Regions from separate parts of the Mus musculus genome. Here all the other regions are linked to region 4. Evidence: chromatin contacts called from public promoter capture Hi-C data. All regions are on one chromosome and are shown on one strand. The core of a region is the stretch at or near the end of the contact, and the rest is flanking DNA. Distances in the headings are between cores, read along the strand shown. Region 1 holds the start of Txlna (taxilin alpha). Region 2 holds the start of 1110065P20Rik (RIKEN cDNA 1110065P20 gene). Region 3 holds the start of Rbbp4 (retinoblastoma binding protein 4, chromatin remodeling factor). Region 4 holds the start of Sfpq (splicing factor proline/glutamine rich (polypyrimidine tract binding protein associated)). Region 5 holds the start of Ccdc28b (coiled coil domain containing 28B). Region 6 holds the start of Mtf1 (metal response element binding transcription factor 1). Region 7 holds the start of Utp11 (UTP11 small subunit processome component).

Region 1 (2,700 bases), core at 100-2,599, 2.6 Mb before region 4:
ACAATTTGCAACATGCTCTACCCCACAGCCTGACTCTAGCCTCTTGAGGCTGCAGCATTTAGCCAACAGTAATTTCAACACGTGAGTTTCTAGGACAGCCTGATCTACATAGAGAGTTACACGCCAGCCAGCTCTATAAAGCAAGACCTTATCAAACAAAACAAACTCCACACAACAAAAGAATTGAAATCACAATTGTGGGGTTTTTTTTAATGTTCTGAGCCTACACTGGCACTGCAAATCATAATGAAGAACAAAGACGAGAAAAATCTAACATTTTAAAGCAGTAACACTTGATACTTTGCAGAAAGTGGGGCAGGGGTGGTAGGGTGGGAGTTTACCAACCTGCCTAAAGCCAAACTCCCTGGCTTCAATCCCTTTCTGAGGGAGTAATTGCCAAGCTGGTGGGGTTAGAAGGCGGGGCATAAATTGCCTCAGAGAACAGCTGTGGTGTCGGAGAATGGTTCCAACCGGTTTTGGTAGGCAGCTCTGAGTTAGAAGCCAGCATAGTCAAAGATTACGTTCTAGGACACACTAGGCTACACAAAGAAACCCTGACTCAGGGGGCAAAGAAATATTTTTAAAGGATGGGTGCTGGTGTCAGGCTTCCAGCTTTGAATCTGCTATAACCACACAATATTGATGGAGCCTTAAACTATTTACCCTTTACCTGGTGGCCTTTGCCATTAGTCCAAGCCATGGGGAGGCAAAGACAGACAAAACTCTTGAGTTCAAAGCCAATTTAATCTACATAGGGAGTTCCAGGCCTGCCAAAGCCACATATAACGAGATGTTGTCTCTAACAAACAAATAGTAGTTTGTTTTATTTTAACTAGGCTTTTCTGTACTATCGTATATTTCACAGATCACTGAGTATTTTGTACTTAATCCGAGTAATTATGAGAATCAAGCTACTGGATACGAGGAAAAAACGTTTGAATTATTATAAACCTTCTATTGTAATAGAGGGGAAAAAAATGCCAGGCACATAACAAATTAGTTTACCTTTCTATCCCTCTTCCGAGTTCTCAGAGATCATAGAAAGTCATACATGTTTATAAAGGACTAATGAGTGTATGAAAAAAAAAGAAAAAAAAAAGACCAGAATGCCAAAGTTTAAGGCCAATCATAGCTTCAGTACCAGAAAAGAGGCTGACAAAAATCTCTCGACCAATGACATAATTTCGGACCCTCAGGGTATTTGGCTCCTATGCTTTTCGGTTGCATCTCGGGAGTTGTGCGGCGCCGCGAGGCATGAAGGGGCTCGTAGTTTTTCCCACTCCCGCCTCCAAAGCCGCCTTGACTTCTTTTTTCCCAGCAAGCTCCGCGCCCGCGTTTGCTGTTGATTGGCTGCGGCAGGAGAGGGCGGTCCTGTTGGCAGCAGTTACCTAGGTTTCCGGTGCTCGGCCGGAGAGGAGGACGCCGCCGGACGTCCGTGGTGAAGTATGTCTATGGGCTGTACGTGGGACGAGCTCTTCAGAGGGTCTGTGGCCCAGGACGCGTTGGCCGTAGAGGAACAACTAATTCGGGGGGTCGGGGGGAGGGCGGCCTGCCCCAGTGTTGCGCGTGCGTACTCTAGGTCTAGAGGGCGCGTGGGGTGTGGGTGGCTTCTGTGCGCGCGCGCGCGCGGGGGTCCCACGTGGGACCTGGTGGGGCGGGGAGCCGATCGGGACTGGAGCATCCCGCCACGTCAGTCTGCGGCTCTGAGCCAATCCCGCGCTCCGGCTGCCGAGAGGGAGCCGTGTGGTGCCGAGAAGTGGCATTCGGGAGAAAGGAGGCCTCTTCCTTCCCTCACTCACTCAGGGGCAGCTTCTCGGAAACCTTCCATGGGACCGTGAAATCCCGGGCGAAGACCGACCGGTCTGTTTGAAGCTTCGAGCGTCAGATTTGGGGATTTCTTATCTAGTTGTGAAGAAGAATTTTGAAGTCTAGAAAAAAAAAAGCAACTGGGTCCTTAAAGGATCTGCCCCATTTCTGGCCTTGCAGATCACAATGAAGAACCAAGACAAAAAGAATGGGCCTGCCAAACACTCCAACTCGAAGGGCAGCCCGGGGCAACGGGAAGCAGGACCGGAGGGAGCCCATGGACGACCCAGACAGACAGCTCCTGGGGCGGAAGCCGAAGGTTCCACAAGCCAGGCTCCTGGGAAGACCGAGGGTGTGTGCCAGCTCTGCTTTTCCAGTGGGCAGAGGGAGGAGTTTCTGGTACTGGTCTGTCTTCTGAGGCCAGTGTTTACCCAAGAAGAAGGAACTATAGAATGAACGATGCTCATTCTGTGTGATCCTTTTGTTTCCTGGGGAGGTGGTGAACCTTCCCACTCTTAGCCGTGGGGCGCAACCTTGGGAGCATGCTCTGACTGGTTTAAACGAAGACAGTCAAATGAAGCACCCCGTAAGCAAAGTCATATTCCCAGAGAACACTTGCCAGTGGTGGGTAATTGTCCTTCATGAGGTGCAGCGTCTGCCACATGCCAACTGCTCCTCACACAGGGGTGCTTTACACAGTTGGCTTTTATAACAAGTATGTTTGGGTGTTAGAAATACTTGTTTTATAACTAAACAAACTTAGGGTTTAAAAAAACTTAAATTGAGGCCAGGCCTAGTGTCCCTCACCATTGTCCACAGAACTCAGGAGGCAGAGGCAGACAGATCTCGGAGTTTGTGATCAGCCTGCATACTAAGTTCCAAGACAGCCAGGGC
Region 2 (2,728 bases), core at 151-2,650, 2.2 Mb after region 4:
GTCCCCCAAACATCTGGGCCAAGTCCAGCATGAAGGCATGGTCAGGAATCCGGATGCCAACAAGCTGGGAAGCAAGAAAAGAGAACGTGAGGAAGACATCGAGGGCTTGCAAGCGTCTGATTTAGATCGCAGGAAAAGGGAAAACTCTTGACTCACACGAGTAAAGGGGTTCAGGTCTTTGTTGAGCTCCTCGGAGCGCTCCATCACCAGGGTCACAGGGCCTGGGAACAGGTCTTCCAGGAGCTCCCTAGGTACTCTCACCTGACAGTACCTGCAGGCAAAGGAGCACAAATCCTCTCCAAATCACCCTGATGGACCTTTCCTGGGGACTTAAGGCAGATGCTGGAGAGGGGTCCCCTTCGCGTGTATAATGAACGAGATCTACCTGACTCTCTACTCCCTCTTCCTCGGAGTTCTGGCAGAAGACAGACTCCACAGAGTACCCTGGGCTTTAAGTCTATCCGCCTGTCTTGGGGGACAAAACCACAGCGCCGTGGCACGTGGATACAATCTCAATCCGTTTAATCATCTGGAAGGCGTTACCCCGAAACGGGCCTCCCCTCCGCCCATCACAAGGGCACCGGGAGAAGAGTGCCATGCTCGCCTAACTCAGCTTCTCGACCGACTGTCTAGAGCGGATCTTGGCGAGCCGTCAGCGCTCCCGACCAATCTCCAGTTCCGGATTCCTCCTCGGGGAGCAAGGACAAGCCCCTCCCGCGCTCGGCGGACGCCGCGGTCTCCCGAGGCTGTCACCGGAAACCCCTCCCGCGGGGCCGCCCCCAGCGGGGCCGCCTCACCTGTAGACGTCGGCCACGCGGCCCAGGCACACGGCCAGCGGCTTGGCCTCGCTGCGGCCTTTGAGGCGGTACACGCAACTCAGGGCCGCCGAGCTGCTCGCCGAGCAGGCCAGGCCGTAGAGCGTGTCGGTCGGGACCGCCACCACGGCGCCGGCGCGCAGCTCGGCCACGGCGGCCCGCAGCGCCTCGGTCCAGCCGGAGCGCTCGGGGCTCGCGGCTTCCACGGGCTCGCTCTCCGGAAGCCGCAGCAGCCGGGCCCCCGGCAGCGCCGGAGCGGGCTCAGGAGGGCGTAGGAGGCGGCAGCCGCGGCCAGAACTAGCCGGCCCGTCGCTCAACCCCATGCCGGCCGCCACGGCGGCCCTCAGCCCCGCGCACGGACGCGCCGTAGACATCCGTGCCGAGCCGCTTCCGGGAGGAAGTGACGCACGGACGCAACTTCCGGCCCGCGAGGCTCGGCCCCGCCTCCGCTCCCGGCCGCTTAAAGGGACCGCGACCCCCAGGCGACTTGAAGGAGAACGGTGGGGACGGGGCGGGGCTCGGCTTAGCGGACTCCTCGCGCGGCGCGGGGGGCGGACTGCGGAGGGGTGGTGAGCGGGTGGCACGGGCGGCGATGGAGTGGGGTCCCGGCGCAGGCTGGTCACGGGGGTGAGAGCGGGCCGGCGGGGCGGTGGGTTGGGGCCGCGACCTCGCGCCGCCTAGCGCCGGGCCCTGACGCCGTCTCTCTCCCGGGCAGGGAGGCTGCCGGCGTGGACCGTGGGAAGGCGGGGTTGGGGCTCGGCGGGAGGCCACCCCCGCAGCCGCCCCGAGATGAACGCGCCCAGCAGCTGCTGGACGCCGTGGAGCAGCGGCAGCGGCAGCTTCTGGACACCATCGCCGCCTGTGAGGAGATGCTGCGGCAGCTGGGCCGCCGGCGCCCAGAACCGGCTGGTGGCGGGGTCAGTGCCCAGTGCCCTCTCCGGGCTGGACCTGGGGAGGTGGGCGCTTCCCACTCACTGCACTGGTCTAGCTCGCGCTCCCCACCCCCACCCCGCTCCAAAGGAGGCAGGTGGAAGAGCATCCCCACCGCTTAACTTCCTTTGATCTGAGCGAGGTTTTGAAAAAGCATGGTACTGTCGAGATGCCAAGTGGCCTTATTCTTGTGGGGCCTAACTTAAGGCCTTTCCTCCGGGCTCATCCCCCCTCCCCCCTTTTCTGTTCCAACTAGAACGGTTCAGCCAAGTCTGGAGCGCCGCCCCAGCCATCTGTATCGGCCAGAGGTGGCCTTCCAAAGGATGCTGGCGATGGAGCCTCGGAGTCTTGATCATACCCTAGCCGGGCACCCTGACTTCTGTCCCTTTCCAGGGCCAGTGGCTGGACTGTGACCAACTCCCTTCACTAAAAGGGGCCAGTCTTCACGGGCAGTTGCTGGTACTTGGCCCTCAGCCTGGGATGGCAACTCTACTAGCAGCTGGGTTCACTCCCACGTCGTCCTGGCTGAAGGCAGTACTGTGCTTTGAAATGGAGCCAACAAACATCCAGTCTTGAGTACTCGGATTCAGGAAGCCAGCAGTGCTGGCCAGAGTGGTCTGGCCTGCTTTGGGGGTTCCAGGTGGTATTACATGTTCATTTCATGCTTTGGGGGCTCTCAGCCCCACAAAACACTTGAGCAGAGTCTTGATTAAAAGGAAATCTGCAGACCCTGGTGACTGACCTTTCTTTTCTGTCCCTCCAAGACTTGATGGCTGGGAGTGGGAAGAGAGTGTCAACCAGGGACAGGGATGGGAAGTAATGCCACATGTACTACCAGATTTAAATAAGCATTTAATTAAGATTTCATTAGTATTTAATATTGCTTTTTCAATTCCAAAAAGTTAAATTTTCACTTCATAGCAGATATTTTAAAGTACAATATTAAGTTTATACAAAATGAGCAATTAAGCAAACACTATTAT
Region 3 (2,700 bases), core at 41-2,540, 2.3 Mb before region 4:
AGTCATCTCACCAGCCCCCGGCTAAATTTTTATCTTTCAAAAAAATTTAACGTGATGCAAAAGTTGCAGTACGTAATAAGATCCAATCTTGGGCTGTGGACACACACGTACGCACGCACGCACGCACAGAAAAAGGTATGTCTTGATTACTCTAACCTGGTCACACTATTCCCTACTGGGAGAAACTCGAGGACAACCCAGAAATCACTTAAAAATACAACTAATGCACAAGTATAATTTACAATGATAAATGTTGGACCAGCGCCACACCATTTAACTCTATCCCCAAAGGTAAGTGTGATTCAGGCACACATGGACTTTTAGAATGGATGGGGGCAGGGGATACGGCCTCGGGTTTCTTCATTCTCTAGTAAGGTGATCTTTTTCTTCACTTTCCCCCTAAATTGGGTCCAAAGAGGGGCACACTGTGATCACGCCAGAGCACCTTTAGGGCAAAGAAGTGGGCGAAGCAGGAAGCCGCAGGTTGTCCGAATGCAAGAGATGTGGGCCACCTACTCACATTCATATTTTCGATTGACTGGAGGATACTTGTCCTTGGTCGCCTTCTGTTCCTCCGTCAAATTGTAATCTCTAACATCTTCCTCCTCTTGAGCCATGATTGCGGAGTTGGTACTCTTACTTCCGCCCTTCATCAGCCAGACTTCGGCCCCGCGCCATAACTTCCGCTCTACACCCCACCCCCTTGGCAGCGGGTCTAAAAGGACCAGGACTCCATTCTGCAAGCTCGCGGAAGGATATACCCGCTTGCGGCTGCCGGGCTGCCGGGCTGCCAGGCTCGGTCCTGCCGCTTTTATAACATGTTTTAGAGACCAGCATCTTATTTCCTGCACTCATCACTATTAGTACCGAGGGAGTCAGTTAAAAGACGCCACCTTGAATTAGGCACCTGTAAGTCTAAACGGTGATGCGTTTTCTCCTCGTCTGGCCCTCCGAGTTGCTAACCAGACCCGGAAACACTTCCAAATTCTTTCGCTACCCTGAGGGAGTTGTCAGCATAACGGCCTGCTAAGAAGATGGCTGCGCATGAGCGTGTAGGGTGTATGTCACGTGATCTGCACGGGCCTCATCCCGGCAGGCGGGGCGCGCGCGCAATCCGTGGAAGTCTCCGGACTGTGGTGGGGGGTGGGGGAGAGAGAAGGGGCGGAGCGCGCGCGCCTCGGGACTCTGGAGAAAACGACTCTCGAGCGTCTCCATAGGCCGCGAGGCGGATGCTCCGCCCACCCCTCAGACCCGCGCTTTCTCATTGGTCGGTGTTGGCGCGAAGGCACGCGAGCCGGCCCCCTACGCACGGGCCGCAGGAAACAATAGAGGCCGCGCGCGCGGAGTGGAGCGCTCGTAGCCTCCCCGCCCCTCCTGCAACGCACGACCCCGGGATCCCCCAACCCCTCCCGGCTCTCCTGCCGCCATGGCTGACAAGGAAGGTGAGTGTGCCGAGGCCGGCTCGGAAGGGACGGTGCTGGCTTGTAGGGCTGTGTCGTGGCCTGTTACGCGGCCTGAGACGGAGAGCAGGCCCGACTCTGGCGAGCCTCGTCCCAGCGACGCCGGCCTGAGGACTGAGCTCCCCGGCGGGGCGGGCTAACGGCGCAGCAGCTCCTCCGGAGCGGATGCGAGGCGACGCCAGGTCTCCGGCCTAGGCGACTACGAGGCTCCCTGCCGGTCCCTCTGCCTGCCGAGACTCGGGGCGCCGCTCTCCATCCCCAGGCTCGATGCGCAGGTCTCCTCCCCGGGTTTGGCGGACTTGGCGCGCGCCACCGTGCTTCGTTCGGGGTTGGACACCATCGGCCCCCGAAGGAGTAACGGAGTGTCCGGCTGGGGTGGCCCCAGGACTTCCGGCCCGCCGCGGCCGAGAGTGGCGTTGGTGCCCGCGACCTGGGAGATTAAGATGAATCTCCATTTCGTTGTCAAAATCCGGGCGCTACGCCGGTGGCTTGGAGAGGTTTGTGCCCTTTCCGTTTACGTTCGCTAACTTGATTTGTCTTTTAAAAACATTTTAGCGGCCTTTGACGACGCAGTGGAAGAACGGGTGATCAACGAGGAGTACAAAATATGGAAGAAGAACACCCCTTTTCTTTATGATTTGGTGATGACCCATGCCCTGGAGTGGCCCAGCTTAACTGCCCAGTGGCTTCCAGATGTGACCAGGTGACGCGAATCTTGAATATTTTTGATAGTTCATATATTTTAATTTTTTTGCCCTCCAGTCACTCAGGGGGGACATTATCAGAGCTTATGAGTACTATTTATTTTCCTCGACTAGAAATAATGTCAAAAACAGAAGATCATTTTGTAATTTACCCTGCAAAGAAAACATGCTCTGTTGTTGTGTTGTTGTTTGATTTTTTTTTTTCTTTTTCTTTTACTTTTTTTTTTTAAGTCATCTCTATTTGTATGAATACACTGAAGCCAGAAGAGGGCATTGGGTCCCATTACAGATTGTTGTGAGCCACCATGTGGTTGCTGGGATTTGAACTCAGGACCTTGGGAAGAGCAGTCAATGCTCTTAGCCGCTGAGCCAGCTCTCCAGCCCTGTTTTTGTTTTTTCCCTCAGCATGGAGTTGAATAGCCATTCTTAAGACTGGAGTTGGCCATGTAATATAAAACTTGACCGTTTTCAAAAGTTATTCTGGGTCCAGTTTATTCAACAAAACATTTGATTTCTCAAGTCATTTATAAGGTTAA
Region 4 (2,700 bases), core at 110-2,609:
ATCCATATGAAGCAGAGTATACAAAATGCTTTGAAACACATCGCCTCTTTATCAGCAAACGCCAATCAATACACCTCTGACGTCAACAAATAGCTCTAAATGCAGACTAGGAAGACAGCACCAAGTTGCCCTGTTTTCTCCCAAACAGAGGCCTCCGACGTGCACTAGTTGGGTCCCAAGGGACCGGACCGCTAGCCTCTAGCGGATTACCGCCAAGACGTGAGGATGCCCTCCCGCTGGAAGCCAATCCCTAGCGGCCTCCACAGCCCGCCGCGCGTCCGCCCCGCCTGCGCAAGCATGCGCAGGAGCGCTTCCGGCAGGGGACAAAATGGAGGCCCTCTAGGCTGCGGGCGGGGGGGAAGAGGAAAAAAAAACGCCGAGGGTAGGCAGGCGCCGCCATCTTAGGGAAACGGACGGCTTTGCTCGAGAACCCGCTCACCTCCGAGTCGGAGATCTTCTCCTCCGTGCGCGGTCCCGGTCCGCCGGGAGGGGGCCCCTGGTGGTGCTGCTGGTGGTAGGGCGCATGATGCTGCCGGCCCCCACGGGGCTCGCCGCCACCTCGGTGTGGTGGCTTCGGGTGGCCACCAGGAGCGCCCATGCCCGGGCCACCTCCAGGCTTAGGCCCACCGGGCATCTTGCCGCCTTTTGGACCGCCAGGGCCTGGCCCCGGCTTAGGCCCCGGCCCGGCGCCCCCGGCGGGCGGTGGCGGAGGGCCGCCGGTCTGTGGAGGGGTGGTCGAGACTCCGCTGCTCGGCGTCGATGGGGGAGGCGGTCCGGGGGCGGTGGAGGGGACGGCGGGCGGCGGAGTCGGGGTTGGACCAGGGCCCGGAGGGGCGCCGGTGGTCGGGGGGTTGGCGGGCGGAGCCGAGACCGCCGGCGGAGGCGCACTGCTCACCCCCGGCGCCGAGCCGGGGCCTTGGGGGACGACGGGCTTGGATTCCTGCGGCGGAGGCGGGGGCTGTTGATGGGGCGGCTGGTGCGGCGGCGGCTGCTGGTGCGGCGGCGGCTGCTGCGGCGGAGGCTGCTGCGGCGGCGGCTGCTGCTGCTGCTGGTGAGGAGGTGGAGGCGGGAGCGGCGGCTTCGGGCCGCCAGGGCCCGGGCCCATGGGGCCGCGGTTCTGGTTGAGGCCCATGCCCGGCGGCGGAGAGCGGAAGTCGTGAAGGCCGCCGCGGCCGCCACCTCCTCCACGCCGGTGAAAGCCTCCACCGCCGCCACCGCGACTCCGGAACCGATCCCGAGACATAGCTGTAGTCAAGGGGCGGTCGAGGCAGAAGCGGAGAAGTCGCTCAGGGAACGTGGTTGCCACCTTGCTGAGCACAAAATGGCGGACGACACAAGCTGCGCGCCGCCTTTGTCCTCTTCTTAAATAGGACAGTTCGGCCTGGCCCGCCTTCCCTAGATTGACAGCTCGGACAGCCAATAGCAAGTACAGTACTTGATGATGAAACCTAAGTTTTTCCAATTGGCTCCCTAGTGAGAGGCGGGAGGTAGGGAGGGCTGGGATTTCCATTTGACCAATAAACGGATAAGAAAGTGTCTATACGCCTTTGTGATTTGTTGGAAGAAATTTGAATGGGCATGCCCTGCAACTTTCGCGTGAAATTAAATATCCAGGGCCCTATCAGCTCCTGATAGCGCTGAAAGGCTATTTTCTTTCCTCTTATGAGTAGTCCGCTATTCTTGGCTAACATCTTCGCTGGGTTCAAGGTTATAAATTGAACTTGTGCTGTCTCTTATTCCTACGCCAATGAAGTTAGAGTCAATTTCACAGAGTTTAATCTCAACGGTTTTACTTTTATTGAAACCCTATCAAAGGCTAGCAGATTGGCAAACACGTGAGCCCAAAATTTGGGAGGAGGAGGCACTAGTAATCAGGACTGCAAGTTTATCTTTACATTATCAATTACATTGAGTTCAAAACCAGCTTGGGCTACATGAAACGTAATAAAATAAAAATAATAAAATAAAATAGAAGCCCCGGTTGTTTTGGCATATGCCTTTAATCCTAGCACTCTGGAAGCAGAAAGGACTCCAAGTTCAAAGCCAGCCTGGGCTGCATAGTAAATTCCAGGACAGCCAGGACTGCACAAAGAAACCCTGCCTCCAAAAAAATTAATGAATAAATAAAAGTAAAGATTTAAGAAAAAGGAAGCCGGGTGTGAGTTCCAGGACAGCCAGGGCTATACAGAGAAACCCTGTCTTGAAAAACCAAAAAAAAAAAAAAAAAAAAAAAAAAAAGGGAAAAAAAAAAACATTATTTCATAGCAACACGTTTGTTGTAATACTATAAAATTTGCCATTAGGTTTGAGTGAATGCAGTCTTTGTCCAAGAGGGAAAAGTATGGAGAGAGCTGAGGACACAGCCTTTGGGGTTCTGGCTTGTGTGACATGCAGAAGACTCACTTTATTCTCCAGCAGAAGGGTAAATGAGGTAGATGTGACTCCATGTGTGTGTACAGTAACAATTTACAAGCACAAATCATGGGAGAGGAAATTGTTTTTGATTTTGTTCAAGACGGGGTTACTCTGCATAGCCCTGGCTGTCCTAGAACTACTTCTGTAGACCAGACTGGCCTCAAACTCAGCCCTCCACCTGCCTCTGCCTCCCAGGTGCTGGGACTAAAAGCATGCATCCACCAGGTCAGCCGAGATTTCCTTTTTATTCCCTCCCTTTAAAGCTTCATGAACATTGGGTTTTAA
Region 5 (2,700 bases), core at 120-2,619, 2.6 Mb before region 4:
GCTGAGTAAGGGGTAGGAAGCTACTGGGTCTGTGCTCTCGCCCTCCTGGGGAAATGCGCATGCGCGCGGCCTTAGTAGTTCCCTAATTCAGCTGGTTTCCTCTAAGGGACACTGTAGGTGGCCTCAGCCAGCACCAGGTCTCTGGGTTGGTTGGGCAGAAAAGATGGAACTGCTCAGCTTTATAGGGGCTGTCCCTTGATTCCTTCTAGCCAGAAGCGGTAGACAAATTGATTCTAAAAGTCCTCCAGTAGGGGTGGAGAGGATTCCTTTCCTGCCTCCGCATCAGGAGCTTGCAAGCGCAAGTGGCTCCGCAAAAGCTTCTGGCTCCTCAGGGAAGCAGCTGAAGGTGGCAACCCCGGGTGCTCCTGGGCCCACTGTCACTTTGATGAACGAAGCTGGCACCCTGCTCCAGCAGCAATTCTGAGAGGAAAGGGACCTTCCAGCGTGCTCCCCTCCCTCCGGTTCTTGGTTGTTTAGAAGTCTTGGATTAGAGTTGCTTCCTAGAGCAGTTTGCATGTTAACAGCACCTGGAAAAGATCCCAGAAGCAACACCTCTGGGTGCCCACAGCCAGGGAAACCTACTGTTGTTGCTAAAGGAAAAGGGAAGATGGATGCTTTGTTGCCTAGGTCGCTTTAATTTGAGCCTGCTGGGCAGCCTGACACCCTCTCCTGTGGCATCGGATGCTGTTCTGGAGATCTGAACCAGACTCCTCTGCCAGATCTTCAAATAGCCTCATTGGTGGGACCTCCCTCCTCCAGCAGCACAACCGCCAACAGTTCTGGGCCAGCCTCCTTCCGGAGCTCTCACGCCCCACCTCCTGCCAGCCTGCTTGGGATCCTATTTGCTCTGGTTCGGAGGTGGGGAGAGGCCCTGTCAGTTCTTCAGCGCTTACAGGCTAGGAGTATCTGGATGTCACAGGACAGCGACCGTGCCCAGGAATGAGTGACAATTGATTATTTTCCGTAAAATCGGGATAACAGTTATGTCTCAGGATTGAATGTACATAAAAGGCTTAACAGGGTGCTGGGTACTGATTGTCTTTGTTCCTTCTGGTGTCCGCCCCTCATTTTCCCGTATACTTATATATTGCCTCTGCCCACACATTCATTTAGCCCCATCATTTCCCTACCACCCCTGCTGCAAACAAAGCCACCACCATTTTGTAAGGGATCCCCTCCAAACGTGACAAGAAAAGGAAATGATTTTAAATCCATATCCCGTAACTAACAGTGCTCCTTTAGTTCTTGTGGGAGGTAGGGAAGGGGAACTGTTAAATCGACGGAAGTACTCTCCTCCGGCTCCGCTCCCAGGGAATCCAAAGAGGGCTACTTTCTCTTTAAATGCAAATCATCTCCAGCCAGCTTAGCTCCCTCCAGCTCCAGTTCCCCTGAGGAGAGAGAAAGCAGGGTGAAGGGAGATTGCAAAGAAGCACTGTTTCACACTCCAGACCCCAAACTTCCAGGTCAGTAGAACCCCAAGGGGGCGAGAAGGGAGTGAGGAGGATGGGGGCGGGGTGCCGCACCTGATGCTTGTTTTTTGAAGCCCGAATTGAGAACTGAATCTTTCCTTAGGCACATCTCAGGCGGATCACAGTCGCTCTGGCTGCCGCTTCCATCAGGTCTCTTACTGGGTCACACTGCTGCTACATGGAGAGAAAAAGAGTTCTGTCTCCCACCACCACCACCCCCCACCCCACCCCCGAGCCCCACTGATGCCACCCAGCTGTTCCATGCCAGCTTAAACGCTTAATGTTCCGATTTGACCATCGCCCTCTCGGAAGTAAAGTGAGGGAGCTGAGACCTCCCCTGGAGAGGACCTCAGCAGACCAGATACCTAGGTGATGGGGCTGTAGGGGAGTCAAGCTAAGCTAATCAAGTCAGAGTTACATTGTTGGAGGTCTAGCCCCTAAAGACTTTCTAACTAGAAAAAGAAGAGACTAGAAGCTGTCCTGGGAACTTCTGGGCAGCCCTGGCATGTGTAGTTGAAGTGAAGTGGAAGAGAGGCCAGTGATGAGCCGGCTATTCCTGGTCCATATGATTGACACCAGGGTATTTCCAGGTGTCCCTGCCTTACCTTGGTTGCACCTCATGCAGTTAGTCAGTATCCGCTGCCATATACAGACCGTTGCCTAGCAAATGGCCTCCTGATCCTCAGCTTGCTCCCCTAGTCACATCCACCCTGTCTCCTGAGCATCTTCCTCTACAGCCCCAGGCTCTGGGCTGTAGTGACAGGAAAACAGCAAGATGACCCTGGTCTGGGCCAGCCCTCTCCAGCAGGCAGATGGGGCTGTCAGGAAGAAAAGGGCTTTGCTGGCCTTGGGAGGTCCTTCAGATGCATAGCTACAGTCCAGCAGCAGGCTGGCATATGACCCTGTACAGACAAGAGGACAGAGCTCCTGACTGATGGACAAAGATACATCTGAAGACCCTTCCTCTCAGACGAAAGAGGGTGCTGAGTGAAGGGATGATTTTGCCCCCTTCCTTCCCAGACCTGAGGTCCAACACACCACCCAATGGAAGACAAAAAGAAGAAACGGAGTCCTAAGCCCTGCCTGACCCAACCAGCACAGGCCCCAGGCACACTGCGCAGAGTCCCTGTGCCCACCAGCCACAGTGGCTCCTTGGCTCTGGGACTCCCTCATTTGCCATCACCCAAGCAGCGAGCCAAGTTCAAGAGGTGAGTAGGGAGGGGCTCTTGGC
Region 6 (2,756 bases), core at 148-2,647, 2.2 Mb after region 4:
CAAGACCTTCTACTGTCACATACTTTAAAGATGGATCTATGAAGCTAAGGAGGATAAAAGAGCAAACAGGTGGCTGTTTAAAGAAAGAGTGGCTACAAACCTTCAGTGAGGTGCTCCCGTCCCAATGCCCTCCCTCCCCGCAAACACACCGTGAGGCAGTGCCACGGCCTCATGTAGTTGGTGGTGCAGAAACAACACTCTGAACATAACCACCTCCAAACCCTCCTTTTGCCCTTTACTGCTTGGACAACCTATCCGTGCCTGCTTTTCTACAGTGGGACCAGGGCTTCCTGTTTCATACAGAAAGAGAAACTGCAGGTAAAGAAAAAGGGTGGCTTCCTTCTGTCATTTCTAGAACACATCAGGTGGAGGGGCTAAACCCTAATAAGGAGTAGCTGATGCAAATCACTTTAATTATTTATATCGTAAAACATGATCTGGACCAGAGAGTACACTTGTACAGAGTGACTAGGCTTTCTGACCCGAAAGGCTGACTTAACATAAGCAATACTGACACGAGCAGCTCAGGAAATATCAGCAAAATGAATGACAGACATGCAGACGGTCTCTTTTTGAAGATAGCCTCTTGAGGAAATTACCAAATTTGAAGCTTTCATGGTCTGGAATGGTGATTCCTCCTTCACCCGAAAACACACAGGTTCTACAAATGTGGGTTTGGCAGACACAAAAGGAGAATTTAAAATAACCAGCACATCACTTAGTTCTCAACCTGGTTCTGCACTTTCTCTTCAGCTCAAGAGTCGGCAAAGTGAGCCTTTACTAGCCGGAGTGACAAGCAGGCGAGGTAGTTACCAGGCACAGGTCAAGGGATCTAATCTGAGAGGAACCAGCCCGAACCTTTGCTTACGCAACCCCAGAAATACACGTTTCTCGGTGTCTGAGAGGAGAGATAAGAGACCCGGTGGGCTGCCCCGGGAAACGCAGAGACCAACTTTCTGTAACAAGACCAGGAGGTGTGAGGGTGGCCGAGGACTGCGAACCCAGCACCTCTGAGAGACTAGCATGAGGACCCTGACCGGGAAAGCACCCCTAGTCCAGGGCTACAGAGAAAAACCCCGAGGCAGTCTGGGGGCTACGAGCTGGGCTAAGAGGGGCAGGGTCCGGGTCTCCATGGAAACAGAGAAGGGGGGCTGGATACCCATCCCCATGGAAACGGAGGAGGGGTGGGGTCCCTCGGGTGAGTGGAATGAAGTCTCAGCCGGGAATGGCTACGGCAGGGAGCCCCAGTCCCGCACCCCCCGGATAGTTCCAGCCCCAGCCGAGTCCAGCCTCTGCTTTTACCTCCGCGGCTCCCGGCAACGGCGGCAGCAGCAGCTTCTCCCCTCCCAAGCGGCACCATGATTGCCCCCACCTGTCCCTAGCGTCACTTCCGCTTCCGCTTTCCGGAGGAAGGAGAGGCCCGGGGAGCCCTGGGCCTGCTGCTGTTCGTGATTGGCTTCTACTCTCCAGGGGGCTGAGACCGCGCCTCTCCCCAGCGGGCTGTGGGCGGAGCGAGTGGAGTCTGGCGCTCCGGTGCCGCACCGGGAAGCTGACCATAGAGAGCGGGCTGTTTCGAGCGCGGGAGGATACGCGACATCAGCGGTGAAGTCGAGGTGTTCTCAGCCCCAGCTGCGTCCACAGCTGCAGCAAGAAGGCTGCAGTCAGCCGCCGCCTTCCAGATGCGTAGGCCAGCCCACGGCATCCCTCTCCTCGCCCCACTGTACCCACGCAGCATAGTTCACCTGGCTGAGGCTCCCCCCCAGGACCGGAACGCTGAGCAGAGCCCTCCAGAAACTTCTCGTTCTCACGCGCCCGCGGGAGCTAGCGGTTCCAACCTTCCTTAAGGAGGGTTTTTGCTCTAGAAAGGGTCAGCGCCACCTACTGGCCAGTCCCCTGTCAGCTCTTAACACTTATCCTACCCACCCTTGAAATCCACTCGGTGGTAGCAATATTTCAAAGCCCAAGAAGATACTTTTCTCGTGTTTCTATTATATTCCTGTATATGTAATTTTTAGACTCTCACATAAGCTAATGCTTATTTACCCCATGAACGACTTCTCTCGAATGTTTACGTTGGAGCAGTGCTCTTAGAGGCTAGATCAGGGTTCAGGCCCAAACTGCTGTGCCATTCCCTCTGAGTAAGGTTGAATAAGTGACTCTGGCGCACCAGCATGCCACAGATCAGCTGCTCTGTTCTTAAGCCACAAAGGACTAGCTGCCAGGAACTACCATCTCTTGAGAGAGGAGGATTGGGGAAGAGAAGACCAACTGACTGCTCTGACCTTAGAGTTCTTTTGAAACCAGAACCCACATTAGATGGCTCACATCCAGCTTCAGAGAGATCTGAGCCTCTGGCCTCTCCTAGCACATTCACACATGCATGTACCACCACCACCACACACATACACATAACTAAAAAAAGAGAGAACCATAGTCACCATTAAAAATACATTTTCATTAAAATATATTACATATATGAGAGGTGCTGCATTATATACAGTTGGGAGGACTGAATATCCTACAAAATCCCACTTGTTTCACCAGAACCCCCTTTCTTCAGTGCTCTTGGGGGCGACTGAGAGGCCTTGGAGTTGAGCAGAAAGGGAACAGGTGCCCTATGCATGAACATGTTTGCGGCTTGGACAGTGGAAGCATCTGGATGGCTAAAAGTTGTTTATCCAGGAACCTCTAAGCAGAGTCCTGCCGCCCCAAGCCATTCTCCTTCAGGGACTTCAGTTAGTCCAAGTATCTGACCA
Region 7 (2,700 bases), core at 201-2,700, 2.3 Mb after region 4:
TGAAGATTAGTCTCCCATAGTGGAAAAGATTCCAAATGCCAACAGATGAAAACATACGGGGGTGGGGTGGGGGTGGGGGTGGAGGGTGGCAGGCATGGGGGGGGGGAGAGCACAAACAAACCCAAACATTGCTGTGATGCTTGGCTGGGTCCAACTCTCTCTTGTGCTACTTAAAGGTAGCTTTAGTGGTGACAAAAATAACAGGATGGCTGGGCACACTGTCACACACTTGTAATCCCAGCTCTTTGCAGACGCAAGAGATCACTGTGAATCTGAGGCCAGCTTGATCTATGAGTGTCAGTGCAGCCAGGCCTACATAGCTAGACACTGCCTCAAAACATCAAACCTAATCAGACTAAGTCAACCCCAATAAAACAAACTAACAAAACAAAACAAAACAAAAACAGAAACAAATCAATTTTATTGTGAACCTGCTAACAAGTAAACCCAACATTAAGCACTGAAAACATATGTCTTTTAAACCTCAAAATCCTGAGGGTATAGTATTATTTTATTATTTTACAACTAGATGTGGATACCAAGCCTCAGCAAAACTAACTTTCCTTGGTTAAGAGCAGAGCTGGCACCAGAACACTCCCTCCACAGTTCGCGGCTCTCTATCCATCACATTAACTACCTTATGTTAAGTCGGCCAGCTAGACGCACAACTTTGATGGCTGTGAAGGACTCGGAACTTTATTGCTATTAGATGATTCTTTTCTACTCTGCTTATAGATACAGTTCTGCCACTCAGAGCCCTTGATACTCCTATGAGCAAGACCAGTCTGCTATTATTATGTTCGTTTTATGGGTGAGAAAAATGATGCTCTTTAAAGTCAAGCAATCAGCTCAGAGCCACGCAGCCAGAAGTCAGCTGAGGAGCCAAATATGGTTTTAAAGTACTCTTTCTAGTATACTGTAAGATTCACATTATTTCTAGTTTTTGGTTTGTTTGTTTTTGTTTTGTTTTTAGACTGCGATTTATTTTACTATGTAGCCCTGGCTGGCCTGGCAATCACTATGTAAGACCAGGTTAGCCTTGAACTTACAGAAAATTGCCAGCTTCTACCTCCAGAGAGCTGGGGTTAAAGGTGTGAGCCACGTTCTAGTTCTACTTAGAATCTTAACCCACACCAAGTCTCAGGTGACAGCACATGCGCACACGCAAGCCGAGCGTAGCCAGAGAGCAGTGCCAGCCATGTGTTCCCAGATGCCAACGTGCGGCCTGGAGCGAAGTCTAGGTCTCTGGACCAGTGGACGTTCTCTGCGAACCGAGAGCTGTGAAAGAATCCCAAGACTCTAGCTTTGGAAACTACATCTCCCAGAACCCTCCGATTCAGGCCGCTTGAGAGGGGCTGTATTTCCGGTAAAGCAGGCTTCTGATAGGCTGCATTGCAAGCCGCGTCTTGGGCCTGCTTCCGGTGTCTTGGCGGACGCGGCGGGGTGGGTAGTGCTGTCGTGGTGGTGGAGTTTGCTGAGCATTTCCTAGACCTCAGTAGGCATGTCGGCGGCTTTTCGCAAGGCAGCCAAGACCCGGCAGCGGGAACACCGAGAACGAAGCCAGGTAGGCCCTCGCAAGCCTCAGGGGCGCCTGCAGTGGCCCCCGCCCCCTCGCTGTCCCTGCATCCGGATACGGGACAGCGCATCTGCCTTCAGTCAATACCCAACACATGGGGCCTGACCCCAGCGTGCCTTGTCGGGGAGACCCAGGGACAGGGTAGGAGGATTGTCATTCTCTACGGTAGAGGGTCAGTGGGTAATTGAGTGAGGCAGGGTGTGCTAGAGGCCTTTCCCTGGGAACTTGAGACCAAAGTCAAAGGAATGTAACCGAGTGACCAGCGACAGTAGGCGCCTCACAACCGACGCATGCCCGGGTGTTCCTAAACTGGGCCCAACTTTTGGCATGGGATTTGCGGTTCGTGTAGATCTGTCATATGCTTCCCCCTAAAATCGTGGCACTTTCCTTATCCCTTCTGGAGAATGTCTTGACCATTTACAAACTTTGCTGGACCTCATAGCCCAGGTCTATAATGGCATCTACCCAAGAGGCCAAGGCAGAAGGATCCCAAAATCGGGGCCTGTCTGGGTCACTTAGACCTGACTCAAAAATCTAAAAAAATTCTAGACATAGGCCTCAATGGTGAACTGCTTGCCTAGCAAGTAAGGGCAGTAGGCGTAGTCCTTGGTAAGAAGAAAAAAAGGAGGGAAGTGGGGAGTTCCCCCACTTAATTTAGTTAGAATAAATAGGTGTGGATTTACTCAGGAGAATGTGTTAGGGTTTGGATATGCAATACAAATAAAGATGTATGCAGAATCACTTTATCCACTTTGCCATTCTCAGAAATTACATCATAACTGGTTCAAACAAGCTTTTAACAAGCCTTGGAGAGAGGGCTTAGCCGTTAAGAGTACTCGGCTGCTCTCTCAGAGTTCAAATCCTAGCACTCACATTGTGGGTTCACAAATAGCTTTAACTCCACTCTAGGAATTCCACCACCCCCTCTGGCCTCCATAGGCCCTGCACTCACATTCATTCATATTCTTTATCTCTCTCTCTCTCACACACACACTAACTTTTTTTTTTTTTTTTTTGGTTTTTCGAGACAGGGTTTCTCTGTATAGCCCTGGCTGTCCTGGAACTCACTTTGTAGACCAGGCTGGCCTCGAACTCAGAAATCCGCCTGTCTCTGCCTCCCAAGT

What was found. Promoter capture Hi-C pulls out the DNA fragments that hold promoters and counts their contacts. Capture Hi-C pulls out chosen DNA fragments and counts their contacts.
Region 1: a contact with region 4 is called in a promoter capture Hi-C map of hippocampal neurons, with 4 times the contacts expected there. The contact joins the promoter of Txlna here to the promoter of Sfpq in region 4. A contact is called at or near these places in 2 of 39 promoter capture datasets (hippocampal neurons and liver).
Region 2: a promoter capture Hi-C map of liver shows a contact between it and region 4, with 2.8 times the contacts expected there. The contact joins the promoter of 1110065P20Rik here to the promoter of Sfpq in region 4. A contact is called at or near these places in 1 of 39 promoter capture datasets (pre-B cells) and 2 of 9 other capture datasets (adipose tissue and liver).
Region 3: a contact with region 4 is called in a promoter capture Hi-C map of pre-B cells, with 5 times the contacts expected there. The contact joins the promoter of Rbbp4 here to the promoter of Sfpq in region 4. A contact is called at or near these places in 2 of 39 promoter capture datasets (the C10 cell line and pre-B cells) and 3 of 115 datasets of contacts at active chromatin or transcription factors (astrocytes, embryonic forebrain and large pre-B cells).
Region 5: a promoter capture Hi-C map of neutrophils shows a contact between it and region 4, with 6 times the contacts expected there. The contact joins the promoter of Ccdc28b here to the promoter of Sfpq in region 4. A contact is called at or near these places in 3 of 39 promoter capture datasets (liver, neutrophils and pre-B cells) and 1 of 115 datasets of contacts at active chromatin or transcription factors (forebrain).
Region 6: a promoter capture Hi-C map of neutrophils shows a contact between it and region 4, with 3 times the contacts expected there. The contact joins the promoter of Mtf1 here to the promoter of Sfpq in region 4. A contact is called at or near these places in 4 of 39 promoter capture datasets (liver, neutrophils and pre-B cells).
Region 7: a contact with region 4 is called in a promoter capture Hi-C map of adipose tissue. The contact joins the promoter of Utp11 here to the promoter of Sfpq in region 4. A contact is called at or near these places in 1 of 39 promoter capture datasets (neutrophils), 1 of 484 Hi-C or Micro-C datasets (B cells), 1 of 115 datasets of contacts at active chromatin or transcription factors (kidney) and 1 of 9 other capture datasets (adipose tissue).

The regions. Positions count from the first base shown.
Region 1 is chr4:129,639,714-129,642,413 of GRCm38.p6, reverse strand. Txlna (taxilin alpha) reads left to right here and starts at 1,349. Exons shown (of 11, transcript NM_001199695.1): 1 at 1,349-1,443; 2 at 1,987-2,158. The coding sequence starts at 1,993.
Region 2 is chr4:124,849,236-124,851,963 of GRCm38.p6, reverse strand. It overlaps 1110065P20Rik (RIKEN cDNA 1110065P20 gene), which reads left to right and starts at 1,400. Exons shown (of 3, transcript NM_001347196.1): 1 at 1,400-1,442; 2 at 1,531-1,732; 3 at 2,002-2,479. The coding sequence starts at 1,408. The coding sequence ends at 2,097. Mtf1 (metal response element binding transcription factor 1) reads right to left here. Exons shown (of 11, transcript NM_008636.4): 11 at 2,164-2,728. It overlaps Yrdc (yrdC domain containing (E.coli)), which reads right to left and starts at 1,205. Exons shown (of 5, transcript NM_153566.2): 1 at 798-1,205; 2 at 157-271; 3 at 1-64. The coding sequence starts at 1,189.
Region 3 is chr4:129,333,960-129,336,659 of GRCm38.p6, reverse strand. It overlaps Rbbp4 (retinoblastoma binding protein 4, chromatin remodeling factor), which reads left to right and starts at 1,290. Exons shown (of 12, transcript NM_009030.3): 1 at 1,290-1,442; 2 at 2,016-2,163. The coding sequence starts at 1,427. Zbtb8os (zinc finger and BTB domain containing 8 opposite strand) reads right to left here and starts at 692. Exons shown (of 7, transcript NM_025970.4): 1 at 521-692. The coding sequence starts at 617.
Region 4 is chr4:127,019,960-127,022,659 of GRCm38.p6, reverse strand. Sfpq (splicing factor proline/glutamine rich (polypyrimidine tract binding protein associated)) reads right to left here and starts at 1,359. Exons shown (of 10, transcript NM_023603.3): 1 at 440-1,359. The coding sequence starts at 1,243.
Region 5 is chr4:129,622,577-129,625,276 of GRCm38.p6, reverse strand. Ccdc28b (coiled coil domain containing 28B) reads left to right here and starts at 1,369. Exons shown (of 6, transcript NM_025455.2): 1 at 1,369-1,463; 2 at 2,490-2,677. The coding sequence starts at 2,514. It overlaps Gm34305 (a long non-coding RNA gene), which reads right to left and starts at 2,491. Exons shown (of 4, transcript XR_376684.4): 1 at 2,075-2,491; 2 at 1,524-1,643; 3 at 1-1,388.
Region 6 is chr4:124,801,190-124,803,945 of GRCm38.p6, reverse strand. It overlaps Mtf1 (metal response element binding transcription factor 1), which reads right to left and starts at 1,397. Exons shown (of 11, transcript NM_008636.4): 1 at 1,303-1,397. It overlaps Inpp5b (inositol polyphosphate-5-phosphatase B), which reads right to left. Exons shown (of 24, transcript NM_008385.4): 24 at 2,435-2,756.
Region 7 is chr4:124,692,304-124,695,003 of GRCm38.p6, reverse strand. It overlaps Utp11 (UTP11 small subunit processome component), which reads left to right and starts at 1,450. Exons shown (of 8, transcript NM_026031.3): 1 at 1,450-1,564. The coding sequence starts at 1,502.